Linked DNA regions of Sus scrofa: region 1 is linked to region 2. The links are chromatin contacts, called in public HiChIP or PLAC-seq maps. All regions are on one chromosome and are shown on one strand. The core of a region is the stretch at or near the end of the contact, and the rest is flanking DNA. Distances in the headings are between cores, read along the strand shown.

Evidence for each region. HiChIP or PLAC-seq counts read pairs in DNA pulled down with a chosen protein or histone mark.
Region 1: an H3K27ac HiChIP or PLAC-seq map of skeletal muscle shows a contact between it and region 2. The contact joins the enhancer-like site here to the promoter of CHD2 in region 2. A contact is called at or near these places in 2 of 5 promoter capture datasets (fetal liver and fetal skeletal muscle), 9 of 47 Hi-C or Micro-C datasets (alveolar macrophages, blood, embryonic fibroblasts and 4 more) and 2 of 2 datasets of contacts at active chromatin or transcription factors (alveolar macrophages and skeletal muscle).

Annotation. Positions count from the first base shown.
Region 1 is chr7:86,161,217-86,168,204 of Sscrofa11.1, reverse strand. No RefSeq gene overlaps it. Among named protein-coding and RNA genes, the nearest start is that of FAM174B, 17 kb to the left of the region's middle. Within about 2 kb of position 4,279, at least 71 of the 83 cell types and tissues checked have an H3K27ac peak or open chromatin away from gene starts, as enhancers often do. A contact at or near this core is called in alveolar macrophages, embryonic fibroblasts, fetal liver and 3 more, where this site is marked.
Region 2 is chr7:86,105,355-86,112,088 of Sscrofa11.1, reverse strand. It overlaps CHD2 (chromodomain-helicase-DNA-binding protein 2), which reads left to right and starts at 4,203. Exons shown (of 38, transcript XM_021099370.1): 1 at 4,203-4,808. LOC100152407 (a long non-coding RNA gene) reads left to right here. Exons shown (of 5, transcript NR_033705.1): 5 at 1,758-2,123.

The DNA.
Region 1 (6,988 bases), core at 3,030-5,529, 56 kb before region 2:
TGTGGTGTATATATACAATGAAATATTAGCCATTAGAAATAATGAAAATTTGCCATTTGCAAGAATATGGATGGACTCGGAGGGTACTTTGCTAAGTGAGATAAGTCAGACAAAGACAAATACTGTATGATATCACTTATATGTGGAATCTAAAAGAAACTAGTGAATATAACAAAAAAGAAACACAGATACAGAAAATAAATAGTGGTTACTAGTGGGGAGAAGGGAAGAGGGGAGGGGCAAGACAGGTAGGGGTCTAAGAGTTACAAACTACTACATTAAAATAAATAAGCTGCAAGGATATATTGTACAGCACAGGAAATGTAGCCAATATTTTATAATAATTGTAAATGTATAGTCTTTAAAAAGTGTGAATCATTTTGTTGTACAGCTAAAATGTGTATAATATTATAAAATGAAATAAAATACAATAAATACCGCCTTTTTTCACCAAGGAGAGGAGAAGTACTGTTGTGTGTTCAAAGTGGAAGGATGTTGTTGTTCTGTCTTGCATGAAACCTACCAAGGTATGAAATCCAAATTTAAGAAGTTATAAATGCTGGGGTTTTTTTGTTTCTGTTTTTTTTAGGGCAGCACCCGAAGCATGTGGAAGTTCCCAGGCTAGGGGTCGAACTGGAGCTGTAGCTGCCTGCCTACACCACAGCCACAGCAACGCAGAATCCGAGCCATGTCTGCAAACTGCACCACAGCTCACAGCAATGCAGATCCTTAACCCACTGAGCAAGGCCTCAAGGATTGAACCTGTGTCCTCGTGGATGCTAGTCAGATTTGTTAACCTCTGAGCCATGACAGGAACTCCATAAATGCTGTTTTTAATTCCAGAGATTTGTTCAATAGAGTTTTTGTTTTCAAGGAAATATTTAAATTATTATTCCCTTCTAAATTCTCATAGCTTAGCGTTAAGAATCCTATCTGGCTTAGTGGAATAGAGGATCTTTTGGAATGCAATAACTGCTGTCCTATTATGGTATTATGGAGTATGGAATGATAATATGGAGTCAGGCAAAGTGTTCCTTTCTGATCCACACCTGTAGTGACATCAACATCATGATATGTAATTCAATTCATCTGTCTCCTTATTCCTGCTTAGAACTTTTCTTTTTTTGGTCATTCCTGTGTCATGCAGAAATTCTGGGGCCAGGGCTCGAAGCATTCCACAGCAGTAACGAGAGCCATAGCAGTGACAACACTGGATCCTTAACCCACTGAGCCACCGGGAACTCCTCTTGCCTAGAATTTTAAAGTCAGTATATTATTGTCTTGGATGGCCATATTAGTCCTTTCCAAATATGTAGAATTAATAGGATAGTGGCTGGGGTGGGATCAGTTAGGAAAAACTTACAGTCGATTCCAACATACCCTGCCCTTAAAAACCCCCAGTTTTCCTTTTAGACCAAACAAGTCAAGGGTATATAATGGGGTTCTCAGTGGAAAGTGTGCGTCAGATAATTTTACACCTATTAAACTCATGATGAAAGAGTTCTAAGCACGGAGAGAAAAAGCAATCAGCTATGCAAATTGTATTTACTTTGGACCTGAGAAAAACAGAATCAACCAGCTACTCACTTTTCTAAAGGACCTAAAGCAGAATTGGAGTCCTGAGACCTATGTTTTATGAAAAGACTCAGAGGGACAGGAGTGGCTGTATCAGTGAGAAAATGGAACTATATCTCCTCTCTCAGAGCTTAGAAGCTGCTCAAAATTTAAATTCCAGTGTGGTAGAAGACCCAAACCACGTAGCACATAGTAGGGTTGTGTTTTTCTGCTTGTATTGGGTCACCGTCCTCCAGATAGTTCAATAGCTGCACTTGATTATGGTGTTAGTTCAAGAACCAGCAAACCTTTAGCGTCTCCGAAGCTCATTGATAAATAGGTTAATTGCATGTGATATAAAATAGGCTCATTCAGAGAACTACACAATTACTTGCTGTTAGATGTGAGAAACTAAAGCCTTGACTATTGCCATTTCTCTGAGCACGCTGCAGTAGTTGTGTCCTGTCTACAAAAACAGAGAATTACTTAATCTTTTTGGGTTCTCAGTAGCTTCAAAAGACTAATGCAAGTATTTTGATCCCTGACTTTTTTAAGGATGCTGACAATCAAAGAAAGGTGCTCACTGTGCTAAATTATAGCAGAAGTTTGAAAGAAAGCAAAATATCTTTTGTTATTTAGATTCTTTTATTTATTTTCCACAGTACAGCATGGTGAGCAAGTTACACATACATGTTTGCATAATTTTTCCTCCTGTTGTCGCATTGCGATGTAAGTATCTAGACATAGTTCTCAGTGCTACACAGCAGGATCTCATTGTAAATCCATTCCAAGAGCAATAGTTTGCATCCGTTCACCCCAAGATTTTGATTCTTTCTTTCTTTTTTTTTTTTTTTTTTTTTTGTCTTTTTGCTATTTCTTTGGGCTGCTCTCGCAGCTTATGGAGATTCCCAGGCTAGGGGTCGAATCGGAGCTGTAGCCACTGGCCTACAACAGAGCCACAGCAACGCGAGATCTGAGCTGCGTCTGCAACCTACACCACAGCTCAGAGCAACGCCGGATCGTTAACCCACTGAGCAAGGGCAGGGACCAAACCCGCAACCTCATGGTTCCTAGTCGGATTTGTTAACCACTGCGCCACGACGGGAACTCCAAGATTTTGATTCTTTCTAATTCAGAATCTACATCAGTTTCCATCTGTGGGATAGAGTGGCCCCATATATCACAGGAAACCAGCCAAAGCCAAACAAGTTCCCTATTACTGCAGAAATTTAAAGGGCACAAGAAATGATATCAATTCACATAAAGGGATTTCCCGCTGTTTTATTGAGCACCGTCTTTAATTTCCAAATCCCATCCATAATCTTTTTTTTTTTTTTTTCTTGCTTTTTAGGGTTAATACCTGAGGCATATAGAAGTTCCCAGATTATGGGTCGGATCGGAGCTACAGCTGCTGGCTTAAACAATGGCCGAAGCAACACCAGATCAGAGCCGTGTCTTCGACCTACACCACAGCTCACAGCAACGCTGGATCCCCAACCCACTGAGTGAGGCCAGGGATGTAACCTGCATCCTCATGGATACTAGTCGGATTCCTTTCCACTGTGCCACAACGGGAACTCCCCATAATCTTTTTTTCTTCAATATCAACTGTCATCATCCTTATTCCAAGTCAGAATAACTTGAAATCTTTAAACACGTAGACATGTAGGTGAGTAAAAGAGGCCAAAGCAACAAGAGTTCAAAAATCTGTTATCTCTGGCACACTTGCAGAAACATGGTCAAATGTGAGGCCTGCCTCTCTAGTTTTTGGACTGAGATGTCCCATGAAAGGCAAGAGATGTAGTTCCTTTGTGGTGCGGTAGGTTTAAGGACCCAGCATTGTCACTGCTGTGGCTTAGGTCATTGCTGTGGCCTGGGTTTGATCCATGGCCTGGGAACATCCACTTGCTGTAGGCACAGCCGAAAAAAAAAAAAAAGGTGAAAGATCCCACAGTCTAGGAGTGCCCGTAGTGGCGCAGTGGAAACGAATCCAACGAGGAACCATGAGGTTGCAGGTTCGATCCCTGGCCTTGCTCAGTGCATTAAGGATCTGGTGTTGCTGTGGCTGTGGTGTAGGCTGGCAGCTGTAGCTCCAGTTCAACCCCTTGCCTGGGAACCTCCATACGCTGCAAGTGCGGCCCTAAAACCAAAAAATAAAAATAAAAAAAATTTAAAAAAATAAAAACTACAGTCTAGGACAATCTCCCATGGAGGGTTAAACTAGCTAACATGAAGGAAGGGCTCTGTACATGAAAATATGAGGGGGGACATGATGATTAATACATTGCTTTAGAACTAAGGATGGAAGCCTATGAGCCTTAAATTTAGCCATGGGAAATAACCAGTCAAAATTACCATTTATACAAATCACGGGTAAGGTAAAATCTAGTATTGTATACAGCCAGGCCACAGGTTAAGACAGACTAGAGGTTTAAACTAAGTTTGCTTCGTTTTATAGGCCCTCGCACAGGCTGTAAATAGAAGGCCCCCTGGTTTTAGGCCTCTTCTGTTTGTGGACAGTACATTTAAATCCCTTGTCCCCAGAGACCAACTCAAAGCAGTAACCTTGGCTACCGTTGCCGCAGATTTCCAGTTCCATATTCAGTTTTAGAAAATTGGTTATGGCGAAAGGGAAAAAACAGTTTTCCTCTGCCTCAGTTATTGACACAGAGGAGCACTCCTCAGACTGTTCTGAGGGGAAACAATGAGTCATTCATGCTGTCAGCCCAGGTGGTGCATGAATTCCAGACAGGCTGCCGCCGCCGCAGAGTTAACCCCTTCAGGCCTCCTCTCTGGCCCGCCACCCCCCGCCCCACCCCCCCCAGCCCCCCAGCCCCCCAGCCTCTGGGGAAGCAGGGCACAGGGCCTGAGCTGGGAAGGAAGGCCAAGCCCGGTAACCAAGGCACTACCTCTGCAGTGTCAGTCCCAGGAGGGCCTCTGAGCTGTTTGTCACCATGTGATTGGCTCCAGGAGAGGGGTGGAGAAATGAAAACACTCTGCTTAGGATATATTTAGTTGAAGTGCAGCTGGGGAAGCCTTTAAACAAGGGAGCTTTTGTCCTCAGGCTGAAGTGATTTTCTTAACTCCCCAAGGGTGAAAACCTTAAGCTGCGAACTGATTTTTCTCCTCACTCTATTTTCTCTTCTTTGGGGCGTGTTCTTACTCTGAAAGTTTAGTATTATCTGGGGTTTGTTATCTAAGAGGAAACTGAGCGACTCTGGTGCAGAGCTGACACAAAAATTTTAAGCAGACACCCTTGTGGAAGACATTCTTTAGAGATGAAATAAAACGCAGATAATTTCTGAACATATTCTACATGTTTACATTCTGGCCATTAATTTTCTGTCGATTCAAACTGGAAGTTAGGTATTTTTCAATCGTCTTTACTGAGACAAATTTATGGAGTTAAAAACATAATTGAGTTTTATAGGCTGACAGAACCCTGTTTCACTTGAGTTGATTCACATTTTCCAGTAATGAAAGGTTTACTTCTGCGCTGATGAGCACAGCTTCTTTGCAACAGATTACTGACGAGCCATGTAATGGCTCCTGTTCACGTCCTCCTCAGAAAACCACTGAAAACTGTCACCTTGCTACGAGGTTTTTCAGCCACTATGAAAATGCTGTGTATCAGGGGCACACTGTCTACTAGTAAGAAGTAGCATGGGAAATAGTTTAATTGAAAATCCCATTTGCAGTTATGAACCAAGGGCAAAAACTTCTGGACAAGAAGCTCATAGGTTTGGTGATGCTAAGAAGCCAGGTTGTATTAGTTACAATTCTCCAGAGAAATAGAGCCAATAGGAGAGAAAGAGAGAGAGGATGATTTTCAGGAACTGGTGCCTGTGACAATGGAAGTGGTCAAGTCCAAAATCTGCTGGGTGAACTGACAGGCTGGAGACCCAGGAAGAGCCAGTGTTGCAGTGCAAGTCTAAGAGAAGTCAGCAGGCAGAATTCCCTCTTGCTCAGAGGAGGTCAGTCTTTGTTCTAGTCAAGCCTTCAACTGATTGGGTGAGGCCCACCCACTTTATGGAGGGGATTTGCTTTATTCAAAGTTCACCAATTTAAATGTTAATCTCATCCAAAAATATCCTCACAGGAGTTCCTGTTGTGGCTCAGTGGTTGATGAATCCGACTAGGAACCATGAGGTTGCAGGTTCGATCCCTGGCCTCGCTCAGTGGGTTACGGATTCGGCATTGCCATGAGCTGTGGTGTAGGTTGCAGATGCGGCTCAGATCCTGCGTTGCTGTGGCTCTGGCATAGACCAGTGGCTATAGCTCCAATTAGACCCCTAGCCTGGGATCCTTCATATGCCATGGGTACAGCCCTAGAAAAGACAAAAAAAAAAAAAAAAAAAAAAAATCCTCACGGAAACAACCAGAATAATATTTGACCACATAAGGGGGCACTGTAGCCAAGCTGACACATAAAATCAACCATCCCCTAGGCTAACACTCATTTTGAAATAATCACTTAAGTTACAACGTGGTTTATCAGGTTGAAGCTGTCAGTGAAGATATAAAAATTGGGTTAGCTATGATCTCTGGTTTCAGGAATCTCTCTCTCCCCTTCCCTTTTTCCTTCTGCTCTCTCAGGAGGCTTGCCCTAACCCAGGAATAATGTAGTGGGGAAGCCCAGGCCACATGGAGTAGACTTGTGGAGGTGTTCCAGAAAACAGCCCCCAGCCAACACCAACATCATCTACCAAATGTGAGAGTGAACCAGCTCACAGGTGCTCCTGCCCCAACCTTCAGTCCAGCTGTGCCCAGACATGGTGGAGCCAAGCCAACCGCACCATGTCTCAATTTCTGACCCATCGAAACCATGAGAGATTTTAAAAAGAGTTAATGCTCTTTTAAGCCACTAAATTTCAGGGTGATTTGTTACACAGTAATAGGTAACTAACATATAAGATTATGGTGAACTTTGTAAGAAAATACCAAACAATTTTCCAGTCATTTTAGCAGCATTCAGTACTCCTGCCAGCAGTGCATGAGGACTCCGTCTTTAGTAACACCTGATATCTGTTGTCGAAGTCTTCCAGTGGGTGTGAGGTTGTTTCTCCTTGTGACATTATTTGCATTTCCTGGCAATGCCACACCTACTTTCTATCAGAAATATTATTACCCAGCTTAGAAACCATGATATTTCATAGTCACATGTCATAAAACCAACTCGTCGCTGTCCCTCATATTGGACAGCTTATACTATGTTCCAGTTTGTTTTCAAAATAATTGCTACCAAAATGAACCTCTATTGTTAATAATTACCCACATGGGACATTTGTCTAGGTAGTTTGCAAGTCCCTGAAAGAGTGAGGAATGAAAGTGGTCTAGCCACAGATGTGATACTCCCGGGCCTAACAACATCATCAGTATATTTTTAGAGAAATGCTCTGTGCGGGAGTTACAATGGTGGCTCAGGGATAATGAA
Region 2 (6,734 bases), core at 2,954-5,453:
ATCGTATTTTTATTTTTATACTTTTATATAGAAATGTATGTCCCTTAATTTTATGAATGAAACGCTCAATTAGAAGATAATTTACTGACATGGAGAATGAATAAGTTATTTCCAGTTCTCCTTTTAGGCTGGAGAGAAATCAGCAAAAAATATTAAGGAGAAATGTCTTTTGTTTGATGTTTAATGAGTGGTGGTGTCTTCTTGGTTAATCAAATAACTAAGTAGATTTTTGTATTTTATATATAAAATACTTACTGTAGACTAGAAATCCAAATTACAGTTTGAGTCAAGGTATTAATTACCTCATGAGCTCAAGATGCCCCCCTTTTTTGGCTGCACCTGTGGCATATGGAGGTTCCTGGGCCAGGGACTGAATATGAGCTGCAGCTGTGGCAATGCCAGATCCTTAACACACTTCACCAGGTCAGGGATCGAACCCATGCAGCCATAGAGACAACTGCCAAATCCTTAACTCCAAAATGACTCCAAAATGCCCTTATATTTAATACCCTTCTAATCAGTCACCCAGACCAGCCATACAAATTTAGTTTGAGAGCTGCAGAATTTATAGAGAAGACTAGAGTTAATACTTACTTTTATGTTTTATCATGATGAATCAGAACTATTTATTTAATAGTAAAATCTCCTGGCTTCCCTTAATCCCTTTATTTCAAATTATTTAAGTAGTGGGTTTTTTTGTTTTTTTGTTTTTTTTTTTTTTAATGGGGGAACATTTGATGTTTTCTCAATGGAAATATTTTTTTATTTAATTTGCAATTTGATAGCATTTCATGGCAAATACCAAATAAGCCGGGCAGATATTTTGCATTTTTGATGGTTTCGTATTCTAGTAGCTACATGTCTTCTGCATTCTCATATATAGCTAAAGATGATGGGAGTTCCCGTCGTGGCGCAGTGGTTAACGAATCCGACTAGGAACCATGAGGTTGCGGGTTCGGTCCCTGCCCTTGCTCAGTGGGTTAACGATCCGGCGTTGCCGTGAGCTGTGGTGTAGGTTGCAGACGCGGCTTGGATCCCGCGTTGCTGTGGCTCTGGTGTAGGCCGGTGGCTACAGCTCCGATTCAACCCCTAGCCTGGGAACCTCCATATGCCGCGGGAGCGGCCCAAGAAATAGCAACAACAACAACAACAACAACAACAAAAAGACAAAAGACCAAAAAAAAAAAAAATTAAAAAAAAAAGATGATGGTATCTATGTTGGTCATTTGTGTTACCTATGCAAAATTAATATCCGTTGCATTGGAAAACCACTGTGATCCACTGCTTTAGTTTTTTTCTTTTTTCTTTTTTTTAATCCTAAGATTCTTTTCCATAATTAGTTTTATTTGAAGAAGCTTGGGAAGTTTTTTGCACTGAGATTTAGCATCCATAGTGTTGGTGTAATTTAGCTTTCTAGGATTTTTGAATTTGAATTTTTGTTTTTATTTCTCATATAGTCTAGCAATATTACATTTAACTATTAAAAATTTGACTCTTCACTGCCACATTTTTATGGTTACATATGTATCTGTGACAGTAGAAGGACTTTGTTACTAGTGTGCAGTTTTCCCATGTCTCTCATTGATAAGTTTGTACAGCACATACAACTTTATACAGTTTTATAATTTAAAGCTGTTACAAAATTGTTAAAGCTTTGTATGGTTAGAGTATCTTCAAGGTGGGTGGATGTTCTCTGTTTAAAGGAATAAGATTATTGCTATTCCAACAGCATTTTTTCTTTTAATGTTTTCATCAAGCACCCAGTCAGCTTGAAGAGTCTCAAATGGACCCTACAACTGAGAAATCAAGATGGCAGTCCACTATGGGAAATGAGAAAAATGGACTAATGCAAGAGTGCTGTGATAATAACAACCAAGACAGGGTTCTTTTAACATGGATTTCATGAATGAAGATATAGGTTTCTTAACCAACACAATGGACAGTGGATTTGACTTTGGAAAGACTTTTTGTATCATAAAAACAAGAACATTTTTGACATTTGGAGAAGAAAGATGACACATTAACAGATGATAGTTTGTATGTCTGGAATTTTTTGGTTTGATTTGTATGAGAATGACCTTGTGGAATGTTAACTTTAATAAAATTTCTAACAGTTTAAAATTTCTCAGTTTGGGCTTTTTTTTTTTAAAGCGGAAATTTCATTAAATTCTCAGTGTCGCCTTAAATAACATTTTGACCTTTATAGTTGCCCAGCAGTAAAGCATACTGAATAAAGCTGGTAAAATGGAAATGGTGTGCTGGAAAATGTTTTGTTTGGTTGATTTAGATTTGTCTTTTGACAAAGTTGTGCAAATTTATTTGTGCCTTAAGAGATGGTTGAGTGTTGAGTTAAAATACTGTTACATGCTTTCTTGAAATATCTTGCAAAATAAGTTAACCAATGAGTAATAATAGAATACTTAATTTGCTGTGAGATTACAATGAACTTTTAAAACAAACTGCCTTTTGCTTCAAAATTCATGATACAGTCTTTTTCTGAGTTTTGATGGGAAAAGTACCTTTTCTATGTTTTTTAAATGTTATAAATAAGAACATCTGAGCATTAAAACAAAATCCTCTTGTCTTAATATTACGTGAAGAGGCGTTGGATTTATAGAGAGGTTTCCTTAGGGTATTCATAAAAGGATTTAAAATTTTGGTGGCAGTAATGTATACAATATATTTTATAAAATAGAATCATTATATTTTTCTTATTCTATACATTTAGGAATTTAGATTAAATGAATCACACCATGCCATAGATAACTTATGTTTGAGTTCTAGGTGAACACTGCAGTTTCATTTATTGATAATCAACTAAAATCAGTTTCAATTACTGTTATGAGATGTGGTAGGCTTTATTTTGACAAACCAAATTAATTGTTGATTATATTTTCCCATTATAGACAGAACAAGTGATAACGTTGGGGTTTTTTTTGATGAGGAAGTGTTCGTCATACTGCGTTTGTGATTAATGTAAAATACCAGGATATGCATGTTGATGATATATAGTACATGTACAGTATTTGTTCTCATTGGCTGATTTGAGGTGTTTGTATAAATCAAAAGTGGAAATTTGGATTTTGATACAAAATTATCTTTTGTAGAAAGTATGGAATTGAAGCTAGGTTTTGGTTATAGATTTTATAATCACCCAGGTGCAAAATTGTTGCTTTTGTTGGGTGTAAATCTAAATTGATTTCTCAATGAGGAGAAGGACATTGTTCTGGCAGATTGTAATGTTGAGTATGGAAAGATGATTTGTTTTTTGAATGTGAGTGTTTTTTTGGGGTGCTTGTTGAGAAAGTGTTGAATAATTTGGTTTTGTCATTTGTAATTTTGTTTCTTCAGATGTTATGGTTTTATTTAGGAGAATTTGCCCTGTGACATTATTTTGATTACTTTCCATCAAAATGACTGGTTATTAATTTATTGTTGTTGAAATGGGTAAATACTTAGAATTTGATTTGAAATACAAGAGAATGGTTGAGATACATGTGTTGGTTTTGGAGGTGGAGTTTTTTGGGTTTGTTTTTTCGTAGTAGTTCCATACTCTTGAATTGTTTTTCCTGAATCATTGTTGTTATGAGAATTTTGGGGGTAAAGTTTATCAGGGTTATATAATGGGTTAAAAGAATTTTGTGAAAGTACAAATGAAAATTGAGATTCTTGAATAAAATCTTGTTGCATTAATTTTTGCCCTAATGCAATTGAACACTAGGGAGGCGCTCTTGAGTTGTACCCCTTCCTTCTTCTTGGGATGGAAAATTCCCTATTAAACTTTGTCCCTAGATCATTTTTAGGCTTCATAAAGAAGGGAGATTTGAATTTAATATATCAAGTTGAGGTTTTGCTTTTGTCCAGGAACCATTTTTACCCTTGGTGGGGTTAGTTTTTAAAAAGATTAGTACTTGAGCTGAGCTTTATTTTCTCTGAGAATTATCCCTCTTTCAAAATGGCTTGATAAAACACCACTTCCTGTCCAGAGAGGAAGTTATTTTAGCTCAAGGACTGAAATATTTAGCAGATCTTTAGACAAAAGGAACAAATTACATTTCTCTCTGGCTTAAAAAGGGTGCTTGAGCCAGAGGGGGTTAAGAAACCCTCCCCTCTCCCTCTGATGGGGTGGTCTGGAGGGGCAGGGAGGGGTGGGGGTAGGGGTCCTTAGGCTCCCTGGGATGGAGGATCTTTCTTTCTTTCTTTTTTTTTTTTTTTTTTTTTTTTTTGGTGGAGATGAAGGGGTGGGTCTATGGTACATCACCTGAGTTGTGGGGTAAATGTAGAGAGTGTCAATCAAAGGCAGAGCTCTCAGAGCTGGGAAGGAGGCTCTAGATGGCGGCTGTGCCTTAGAGAGAGCGCGCTCTGCTCCCTGCCTTCGCTTCACTTTACGCAACTTTCCCTAACTTTCGGGCAGCCTCAGGGGGCCCCCGCAGCCCCCTGCCTCTTCTAGTGACTTACTGGGGTCGATTCGAACCTTTTTTAGGGAGAAAAGCAGCTTTTGGGAGCTTTCTTTTCGTGCCTTGTTGGAAAGAAGCAGCCGTACTGAGAGCCCAGGTCGTTGTTTTTTCCAGCTTAGAAGCCATGGCGCACCTCCATTTTTGTGCGCTCTCCTAATGAGGTTTTTTTTTCTTCCGGACCCGTTTTAATATTAATTGTTCTTTATTTTTCTGAACAGTTAACATATTTGAGGGTTATTTTATTTATTTTTCGTTTTTTAACGGGGAATTTTGTTTTTATTTTTAATTTGGGATCTGATATTTTTCTACTACTAGATAGGACTCTTGCTTTGGACCTACTACATGGATCAGGTAAGTTCATGATCATTAGTGATAATTTTGAAGATTTCTATGTTTAAGTTTGCTTTATATTCTGTAAATATGAGAAATTCCTGGATGACGCAATAAGATACAGAGATTGTTATTTGTATCTAGTGTGTTACTTTGAGAAACTTTCCTTATTGATAGTGATGATTCCCCCTGTTCGGTTTATCCTGTTTTTTTTTTTTTTTTAAAGGAAAAAGCAGAAATGTTTTGTTTTTTGGTGCTTACCGCTGTTGTGTTATAACAATATCGTTACATCGTCAGGACTTTGTTCCTGATAATAAAAACCATCGATAGAAGCTGGGACCTTACCTTTCTTTCAACTTTTGACAGTAAATACCTGGGCACAGGACTTCAAAGCAAACACAGATTTCCCCTCCCCCTTAATATTTAAGAATTAAAAGATGATGAGAAATAAGGACAAAAGCCAAGAGGAGGACAGTTCGCTACACAGCAATGCATCGAGGTATGAGCTATCAACTTTCTTCCTTTTTTTCTTTTTTTTTTGGGGAAACCTCAGCTTACATTGTTTACCTTGACAGACAGGGATAGCTGTCTGTTTTATTTTAAGTATTTTACTAATTTGGATTCGTTTTTTAAAGCGTGACCTTGAGATTGCTAATATGCCACACCCTAATTTTTTGGTAACAATTTATGAAAGTTAAGTTGTGACTTAAGGCCTGTTACAGCAGTCAAAAGGTAAGGTACCTTTATTCAAGGGGGCCTTTCCTGTAAACTACAGTTTTTTTGTCAATAAATTTCAGTTTTTAGGTTTTTGTGCTGTAGGAAAATGACCTTGTCGGTTTAGCCATTGCTGCATTGCACCATTTTACATACAAGGCAAATTTTTTCTTTGAAGAATCTAGGATACCCAAACTTGTAACTGAAGGCCATAGAGGAGCCTTGTGGTAGTAAATTATAGTAAATAGACATTTGAGAAAGTTATATGAATGAAAAAATGTACATTTTAAAATGAAATTGCAAAAAGTACCCTTTGACTGATGCCTCTCAGTTTACATTTTTATTTGACTCTCTATTTCTTTTGATACTCTTGACATTTTAGGAAATTTTGATAAGATTTATCAAAACCTTTACTCTCTCTCGATGGTTACAGTTTCTGCATTTATGAAATCATACCTGTGATCACAGAGATCCTGGAATACTCTTAATATATTTAGGTTTTGTGTTTGTTACTGTGATTATAACTGTATATTTTATATTTAAAATACTTTAAGGTTTTCATTTGTATGCTTATATTCAGACAATGCTCTGGTTGATAGATGTATTTTGTCCTCACATTTTAGTTGTAGCTGCTTTAAATTTATTGATTTATTTCGACAGAGTCGCCTGGAATGTTTTATCTTCTGAAGCTTACAAATGTACTGTTTGTTCAGATCATGATTTGTTTCACATTTGTTGGAATTCACCTTATTAGTGACTAAGTAATAAAATCTCTAAGGTATTTTGTTGTATGAAAGGCCTAAAAGATATTTTGTTGTATATGTATATTAATTTTTAAAGTATATATGAATTCATGAAGTGTGTTCTGTGAATTGTCATGTTGCAAATTTTAAATCATGCACTGATGAATTTAATTATGATTTATTTTTCCCCAATTTTGCTTTTATTTTTATAATTTTATATAAATAATATACCTTATTCCTAGCTTAGTTAATCTGAAAGTTTTGAACATGGTTTATTACAAATGTTGAATTTTTGTTTTATATGACTTTAAATATTTTGACCCTTGCTTTTGAAAATACCTTTCCAAATTCTTTTGCAAATTGAGTTGTCACTTGTTTGGATTGCTGTCTCTGGAATTGAATTGCCCTTGTAATTACCTAGGTTTTTTAGGACTTCTCCACTAATTCCAAAATGATTTTTCAGAGAAGTAACGGTGATTTGAAGAAATAG